Regions from separate parts of the Sus scrofa genome. Here region 2 is linked to region 1. A link is a contact called in public Hi-C data. All regions are on one chromosome and are shown on one strand. The core of a region is the stretch at or near the end of the contact, and the rest is flanking DNA. Distances in the headings are between cores, read along the strand shown. Region 1 overlaps TMCC3 (transmembrane and coiled-coil domains protein 3). Region 2 overlaps TMCC3 (transmembrane and coiled-coil domains protein 3).

Region 1 (4,272 bases), core at 1,117-3,616:
AGATTCATCTTCACGGCATCCAGGCAATTTCACACACGCGCCTCCTGCCGCAGCACACCCACCGCATCCCCGCGTCATGAACGCTCCTGGGAATTATTTTAAACAGCAGCGTGGTTTGTAGGGGTGTCTACAAATCCAAAGATGATTCTCTGCTCTATTCTCTTCCTTTTTTTTTCTGACATCCATCTGGGGTTTTTTGGGGGGGTGTCCAGGAAACTGCTCTTTTGCTTTATCTCCACCCCCTCTTGCCAAGAGGCATCCCCCTGCCTCTAGGAACTGGCACACGCTGCTGTCTCCACACACAATGCCCACGCCCCGCCTGGCCTATTCCTGCCCGTGTCTCAGGGCTCAGATTAAGCGTCATTTATTCTAGGAAGTCTCCCTTGACCCTCTGACGGCCCTAACTTCCAGGAATTCAAGGGGCAAGACACGCGTCACACTCTGTACACGGTGACTGTCTTATGATCTGTCCGGTCACCAGAATGCAAGCCGAAGCCACTCCTCTGAGCCTCAGCAGCGGGGGCTCTTGTCTGCCGGGAGCCTCCCTGTCCTCATCTGCAGGGGGGACCCGCAGTCCCTCCCGTCCAAGAGGATGCAGGAAGGGCACGGGAGGCAGACTCGCGGGTTCAGGGGACAGCACAAAGGGCTCTAAGAATGTTAATAATGTCACTACTGATGATACATCTGCTACCCAGTTCTAAGGGATAGAAAGCAGTCCCATCGTTTTTTCATTTTTTATTTATTTATTTTTTTTTCCTAGGGCCGCTTCCCGCGGCATATGGAGGTTTGCAGGCTAGGGGTCCAATTGGAGCTGTAGCCGCCGGCCTACGCCACAGCCACAACAACTCAGGATCCGAGCCACATCTGAGACCTACACCACAGCTCACGTCAATGCCGGATCCTTAACCCACTGAGCAAGGCCAGGGATCAAACCCGCAACCTCATGGTTCCTAGTCGGATTCGTTAACCACTTCACCCCAACGGGAACTCCAGTTCCATCATTTTAACCTTTTGAGGATCACAGACAAGGAGAGCTAACTTCACGGAATGTTTATGCCCTTTCTCATTGTATCCTCATATAAATGAGTGGGGTAAGATCTAGCATTATTCTTCTTTTCCTGGGGCCACCCTGCTTTATTTTGTTTATTTATTTATTTAGTCTTTTTTTTGGGTCGCACCCATGGCATATGAGGTTCCAGCTAGGGGTGAAATTGGAGCTATACCTGCCAGCCTATGCCAGAGCCGCAGCAATGCCAGATCCGAGCCGAGTCTGCGACCTACACCACAGGTCATAGCAGCACCAGATCCTTAACCCACTGAGGGAGGCCAGGGATCAAACCTGCGTCCTCACGGATGCTAGTCAGATTCGTTTCTGCTGAGCCACGGTGGGAACTCCCAGCCTGCTTCTTTAGCACGTGAGGCTAAGAACCCTCCTCACAAAATGCTCATACCTCTTTTATGAAAACCATTTCCAAAAACACAGTGCATACAATTTCCAGACGTGCACGGATCCCCTGAAGTCCATGTTCTCTGGGCCCCCCCTTCAAGGCCCCGCATGCAGAAAAGTGAATTACACAGCAAAGTTCAAAGACTTATACACCCTGCAGGCCTGGGAGGCTATGAGAGTAAACAGCATCAGCAAGCATTCTCGAGCTGGGAAACAAGTTGCAAATCCTAAAAGCTCAGCAGACGTGGTTGCCTTGGCAAGTCAGGTCACTGCGACGACTGAAGACTCTTGGCCCCGGCGTGAGCGGCGTGAGCGGCGTGAGGACCGCACTCTGATGAATCAGGTGCTGGAAGAAGCTGATGGTCCCAGCTGTCAAACTCCAGCCACCAGCAGCAACAGCCAGACACAAGAGTCTCCGAAGACACTCACTGGTGGATGTGATCCACAGACTGGAAAAGCAACTGCGAAACAGAACAGAAGAGGCTGCAAGGCATCCAAGTGGGAGCAGGAATGAGAGTTTGTCTAACCATCTGGCTTTGGCCTGTCCTAATCTCAGAACGGCTTTGGAAACTGTGAGGCGTCACCGTGGGTGTGAGAAGTGTGTGTGTGTCTCACATTGAGGGAGGGTGAGAGACAGCAGCCCGGTCACCAGGCCTGGTGAAACCCACCCCTCTGCAGAAAGATCCTGCGGACCGTGTCGCAAGCCAAAATAGCAATTAAATTGAGAAAGCAAACTCGTGGGCCAGACTGCATTTTTTTTTTTTTTTTCAGTGTGGCATCATGTGGGCAAAGCCTCCCAGACCACCTGGGAATGGACGGAAACGAGCCAACATGGTTGCCATGGTGAAGGCTCCCGGAACCACGGAACAAAGGCTTAGAGAGTGTGTGGCATCGGGAAAAGCAGCCTGCTGGGGAGTGAGAGGTGCGACGGTCCTTAAGAGACAACAGAGGAGAGAGATCCGCTCAGCAGAGATCAGAGGAACTGGCTGCCCGGGGATCCGCCTGCCCTGAGAACGGTGGTCACACGTGGGACTCACCTGACAGTTAGCAAGGGGACACTCACGGGAAGGGTGGCACGCAGCCCCTGAAGGGCAGGGAGGCAGACCCCCTCCTTGGAAACAAAGCTTATTTTGCTTTTAACAAAGGACAGGTCTCTATCCAGCAGCAGGTGGCGGGTCCACAAGTTCAGCCTCCGCCGGAGCAAAGAGGGAGGAAATTACAGGTCCCCTGTTTCTTATCTGCGATCCTGAAGCCCAGAAAGGCCTGAAAAATGACGGTTTTTCCCTAAGTGTGGGCAAATCATTTGTTAACAAGAATCTGACCCAAAGTGACCTGTACCTCTAGCCTTTGCTTCCTCCATCTAATGTGAATAAATAGGAAGCCGGGCTGCAGTTACACTAATGCGTCTGACTGCAGAGCACAGCCCCGGCCCTGCTGGGCTTTTGATGCAACATAAGACATCAGAAGCAAAGAATTTCCTTAAAATTTTCAGATAAGTAACAATGGATATAAATCTCCTTTTCTGCATATCAGTAAAAATGAGAGAAATGGTTTGACCGTTTGGGATGGGACAAATACATTCCAAAAGATACCTGCAGTATCTTGTTTAGACTCCTGGCAGGAACAAACTCGGGGCAATTTGTGTGTCTTATGTTTCTGGCCCTAGTTTGGAGTTTACCTATGTTGGTTTTTTTGCTTTTTTTTTTTTTTTTTTTTTTTTTGCTTTTTAGGGCTGCACCCACAGCATATGAAGGTTCCCAGGCTAGGGATCAAATTGGAATTACAGCTGCAGGCCTACACCACAGCCACAGCAACACCAGATCTGAGCCACATCTGCGACCTACACCGCGGCCCACGGCAACACCGGATCCTTAACCCACTGAGCAAGGCCAGGGATTGAACCCGCAACCTCATGGTTCCTAGTTGGATTCGTTGCCACTGCGCCATGACGGGAACCCCTGATGTTTAATTCTGATAAACTCCAGCTCTGTACCCATGTAAACCCAGAGCGACACTAGGCTGGCCATGCACGCAGTGAAATCTGGAACCTTTCTACCGTGATGGTGAGAATGGGTAACAAGTTTAGGGGTCGCCGCCGCCTCCTCCTCCTCCTCCTCCTCCTCCTCCGCCCAAAACATGTGAACCAGGCACGTGTTCCCTTCCCTTTCCAGAGTCTATGATGTTGGAAGAGGCGCAGAAGACAGAGTGAAAGATGAGGTGCTTTCCGGAGGATTCAGAGAGCGGTTTCAACGAACAAAGGGACTCCAGGCTTTTCTGATCAGATGATCCAGTTTTCCTGTTCCAGGCCATGGTGGGGCCTGGGGACAAGGAAAGAGGACCCCAAAGGGAGTAAAGAGGGTTTATTAACCAAAAGACTCGGATTCAACGCCACACACTGCCACTTAATAGCTGTGTGACCTTAGAAAGTTTACCTGCCTGAGGCTGAGTATCATCTGGAACCCGAAGCAAAACAATCCTGTCCTCACCGGGTTTTTATGCGGATTAAAGAACATGTAAAACATCCAACATGGAGCAGCTATTGCTGTGGCTGCGCTTAAGATTCTGGACCTTGAACGGGGCCTGGCTTCACTTCTTATTTCTCCAGATTGCCTGGCTCAGCAGAACGCAGGGGACACCGACTTCCCAGAGCCAGCGGATAATAAACACACACAGCTACAAATCCCACTGGTAAGTCCACCTCCCACAGCTAAGCACTGCTTCCCAGGCTCCTGCATTTGCTTTGTCAGAGGAACTACATCTGTCCGAAGGGCTAGGAAATCACATCTTCTAGAAGAGGGTGAATTTCATGAGAATGAGAGTTTTTG
Region 2 (4,272 bases), core at 1,189-3,688, 160 kb before region 1:
GACTAGGAGCCATGAGGTTGCGGGTTTGATCCCTGGCCTGGCTCAGTGGGTTAAGGATCTGGCGTTGCCGTGAGCTATGGTGTGGGTCACAGACGCGGCTCGGATCTGGCGCTACTGTGGCTCTGGCGTAGGCCGGTGGCTGCAGCTCTGATTAGACCCCTAGCCTGGGAACCTCCATATGCCGGGGGAGCGGCTCAAGAAAAGGCAAAAAGACCAAAAAAAAAAAAAAAAAATTTTCATTAAGTAATTCAAAAAAAAAAAGACCTTGGAGGCTCTGCCCAGATAGACCTGACAATTCCAGGTGAAGGTGTTTTCTTTATACTCAGGTTAGAAGTTCCACCTCATTTCAAATGGATTCAACTAAACAGCGATGTCTGAGTATCAACGTGCAACATGATACACAAATAAAAATTAAACATGGACTTTTAAACTTTAATTGATGTATGATTCACATGCAGAGACGTGCACATCCAATAATAATAAAACTAAAATTTTCACAAACTGTGAACCCACTGTAACCAGAAGCCAGTTAAAAAAAACAGACGCTGCCCTCGTGCCCCCTTCAATCACAGCTACAGCACCTGCACCTCTAGAAGGAACCTCGAACCTGACTCGTAACGGCACACGTGAGTTCTGACTAATACATCAGGACTCTTTTTGTCTGTTTTCATTCCACATTGTTTGTGAGAGTGGTAAGAGGGAGCGCTCTTGCCCACTGGAGCTAAGGTCTGATAAAGTCATCAAAACCCAGACAACCTGCTTGACACTCCCTGTTAAGAAGCCCACCACACCTGTGAAGACACAGGTGTCTAAATCACACCTTGCCGGACCCAGCGAGAAGTCATCACCCGCTCCTCTTCCTTTAACCCGCAGCCCCACTGCGGCGGCCACCCGCGGATGCAGGCATGTTTACACGCAGGTGGCTGGCTGACATCTGGCTCACTGGAAAGTCTCAACAACGCCTGGCAGGTCCTCGAGAGCCCAGGTGGAGGAAGGCAACAGCGTTTAAAGCCCAATCAATCTCACTGCTCGTGGGCAAATCTCGGCTAGACACCTCTGATGAGGGGGGGAACGCTGGAACTACTGCTGGGCTGCACGGTCCGGCCTTTTGCAGCCCTAGCTCAACCTGGAGAATTACGAGGCAGCTAACACGCATCCCGAGACACCCATACATTCCCCAACCCAAAGTGAGGGTTCAGGGACACGCTGGGCAGAAAGCGTCCGAGGCCTCCGTCCTCCACTCCACCTGGACTCGGCCTGAGGTCAGCGGTGCAAGGCAGCCGTTTAGGGCTGGGGCCCCCGGAGGAGGACAACGGGCCAGAGATGGCCCGGAGTCAGCCAGCACGCGGCCCGTGTGTTCCAGTGACGACACGGATACTAGCTGCGTGTTCTCAGGTCAGTCTAATCACATCTATGGTCTTTGACTTCGTAACCTATAAAACGAGCAGATGGAACCAGACAACTCAGAGCTAACGCTGCAAAATTCCTTGAAATGCAATGCGAGCTAACTTTACTGTGAGACAGTGTCACAGGACAGTCAAAACCCTGGGCTCTGGAGACAGGGACTGCTTTGGTTTCCGTCTTGGCACCACCCTTTCAAACTGTGTGACTGTGGAAAAATGACTTAGCCTCTCTGTGCTTCAGTTGCCTCCTCCTTGTTAAAGGGGTGATAACAATTCTTTGAAGAGTCATGAGGAATAAATGAGATAATGCATATAAAGTAGTTAAAGACTTCCTGGCACAGAAAATGGTTTCAATCAAGCTTTGCATTTATTATCTTGATTTTATGAAAAATGCACCTGTATGTAAAAACTAAAAGGAAAACGAGCTCTCAAGTGTTAACAATGTGGGGTTATGAGGAGTCATTCTTTTTGTTATGCTTTTGTATTTCCCAAGTAAAAAAACCCCAAGGAACCAGAATGACTATTTTGGCAGAAACGATGCTTTTTTTTAAATGACTGCTAACCCTCTTCAGTTCTCTCCGAATGACTTGTCTGTTATTACCTTACATGAAAAGCAGACCAGGAGCATCCTAGTGAAAAGCCATTCTTAATAATGTTTTCCTTCCGGCAGCAGAAACAGTTCCACCGTCATCTCAACGTTTTGGAACAAGGGCTAAGGAAAACCTTTAAACCCGGGACAGATGTCAAAAACGGACACTGAGTCATCTGTGCCCCAGTCCAGGCCTCCAGCACAACGCCCCTGGGCGCTCACCTCACTCACTGGGATGCGGGGCCCGACGCGGTCCCTCCCAGGGCTGCTGGAACACACCATTCAGGCTTCAGAAAAGGACTGTCCCCTGGGACATTTCATGTGTCCCCCGCCCCCCAGAGCTCCAGAGAGACAGGACAAGAAGGGAAGGGCAGGCAAGGCACCATACACCGCCCAAACCCAGAGAACCGGAAAGGAGGGCGTGGACTCAGGCCGGAGAGCCTGGGGACCTGGGGTCCCGGAGCGGCCAGAAAGTGCCAAGGCAGGGAGATCGGAGCCAGGGCACGGATATCACCTGCCTGCCTGGTCCCGTGGCCAGAGGATGAACTTCTGCTTTACAAAAAGCTGCTAGAATCCGGTCCTCTAAGGGAAGGGTCGGATCCTCCAAACGGGCGGGCCCTGCCGGGCACAGGTGTGGCAGAGCCCACGCGCGGGCGAGCGGGCAGTTTCACGGACAGGCCGCGAAGGAGCTGCAGGCTCGGGATCCAAGGGCCTCCTCACGTTTTGCAGCCTCGGTGCATCATGACTCGTGCTAGCGGAAATCTGCCTCGAGGTGTGGCAGTCCCAATGTGCTGGGCTTTGCTGGGCTCACAATCGATGTCAAAACCCCAGGAGCGGAACAAAGCGGGGGGCTGGGTGTAGTTCGTGCTCATGCTAACCAACCTGCCAACCAGCAAGCAGGCGGAGGGGCCCAGGCTGCGATGGTGCCTCCGCCACCAGGGATGTGCTGGCGGCCGAGGAGGGGCAGGGAACTGGGTGAATCGTTGGCTGCCTCCTAAAGGCGTCCAGCAGGAGAGACACCTGGGCTTCCTGTGCTCATCCCAGCAGCTCTACCTAAGTGCCATCCTGCCACAGGCCCAGGAGGAGAAACACCGTGTGAGTGGCATGGGCCACATCCTACTGGCCAAAAATGCGGAGATAAGTTCTACTACTATGAGCAGAGTACAAATGAGAAAACTAGGCAAAAAGAAGCTAAGCCGATTGCCCAGCAAACAGAAGAGACGAGTCTGAAAGCCAGGCCACCCGCCTCCAGAGGCTGCTTCCCTGACAATCATGACCGAGCACTGCGACTGTGAGTCAGGCGTCACACTACGGAGTCATGTGCATTCAGAGAGTCCTCACAGCAACCCTATTTTACAGGAAAACCAAGCTTATAAAGAACATATATGTTTTTTGAAATCCACAGAAAATAAACAGCTTAACCGGGGCTCAGCTCAATTATACCAAACATGCGTGACCCCGTGAGATGTGCGCGTTCTGCAGGGTCCCGCCCATGGTCATCCCGACGGGTGGGGATGCTCTGGTCTGGCTTAGAACAGCCCCGTCACGACACTCTCCAGTGGGCGGAGCCTGAAATCGTCACCCATGTGACTTCCTACCGCAAGAGACACAGAGATGGAGGCAAAATGATTTTATGAGGATAAAAGCGGCACTGCTTTTATCAGAATCAGGCCCATGTATTTACAATCATAAAGCGAAGGAGACAGAGAGAAAGGGGAGAAGTCAGGAAAGCAGGGAAGATGAGGGGCCTGTGGAGAAGATTCGGGGGCCACCCACGTCAGGGGTTGATATCTGGGCACAGATGGGAGCAGGCACTCAGCAGGTAAGCCACGGATCTGCCTGGTGAGAAGGGGAGGCACGCTTCCCTCGGCTGGGGACAGAGCTGGGAAAGCAGGCCCTGATGGGGGGACCTTTGTATGTTCCACCAGAAGCGTTCTGTCACTTTCCGGCTGGTCATACATATATTACCAACCCAGCTTCCCTCTCGCTACCCTGGGGTCACTTGATACACACTTGCAAAACGTCTAGCCATTCAGTGAATATGGAACCCCAGGACGCTAACCCAGTCGCTGGACCCCGGCATCAAATACTCGGCCTTCTTTCGGATGGAGCCAATCTGTCCCAGCACAGCAACTCTGAAGGCTCGATACTCGTCCTTATCAAGACATAATTACTCCATCTCAGGCGGATACCCACACACAACATTCAAGATCTATGTACAAGAAGAAAGCCACTTTCCCCCACTACATGCTAGAAATGAAAAAGCGGAAAGATCGTCAC

Evidence for each region. Hi-C and Micro-C count contacts between places; a contact is called where the count stands out from the background.
Region 2: a Hi-C map of retroperitoneal adipose tissue shows a contact between it and region 1, with 2.9 times the contacts expected there. A contact is called at or near these places in 3 of 47 Hi-C or Micro-C datasets (heart right ventricle, mesenteric adipose tissue and retroperitoneal adipose tissue) and 1 of 2 datasets of targeted methods (skeletal muscle).

Annotation. Positions count from the first base shown.
Region 1 is chr5:88,504,570-88,508,841 of Sscrofa11.1, reverse strand. All of the region lies in intron 1 of TMCC3 (transmembrane and coiled-coil domains protein 3), which reads right to left. Among named protein-coding and RNA genes, the nearest start is that of TMCC3, 97 kb to the right of the region's middle.
Region 2 is chr5:88,660,502-88,664,773 of Sscrofa11.1, reverse strand. The region is part of intron 1 of TMCC3 (transmembrane and coiled-coil domains protein 3); the gene reads right to left. Among named protein-coding and RNA genes, the nearest start is that of CEP83, 110 kb to the left of the region's middle.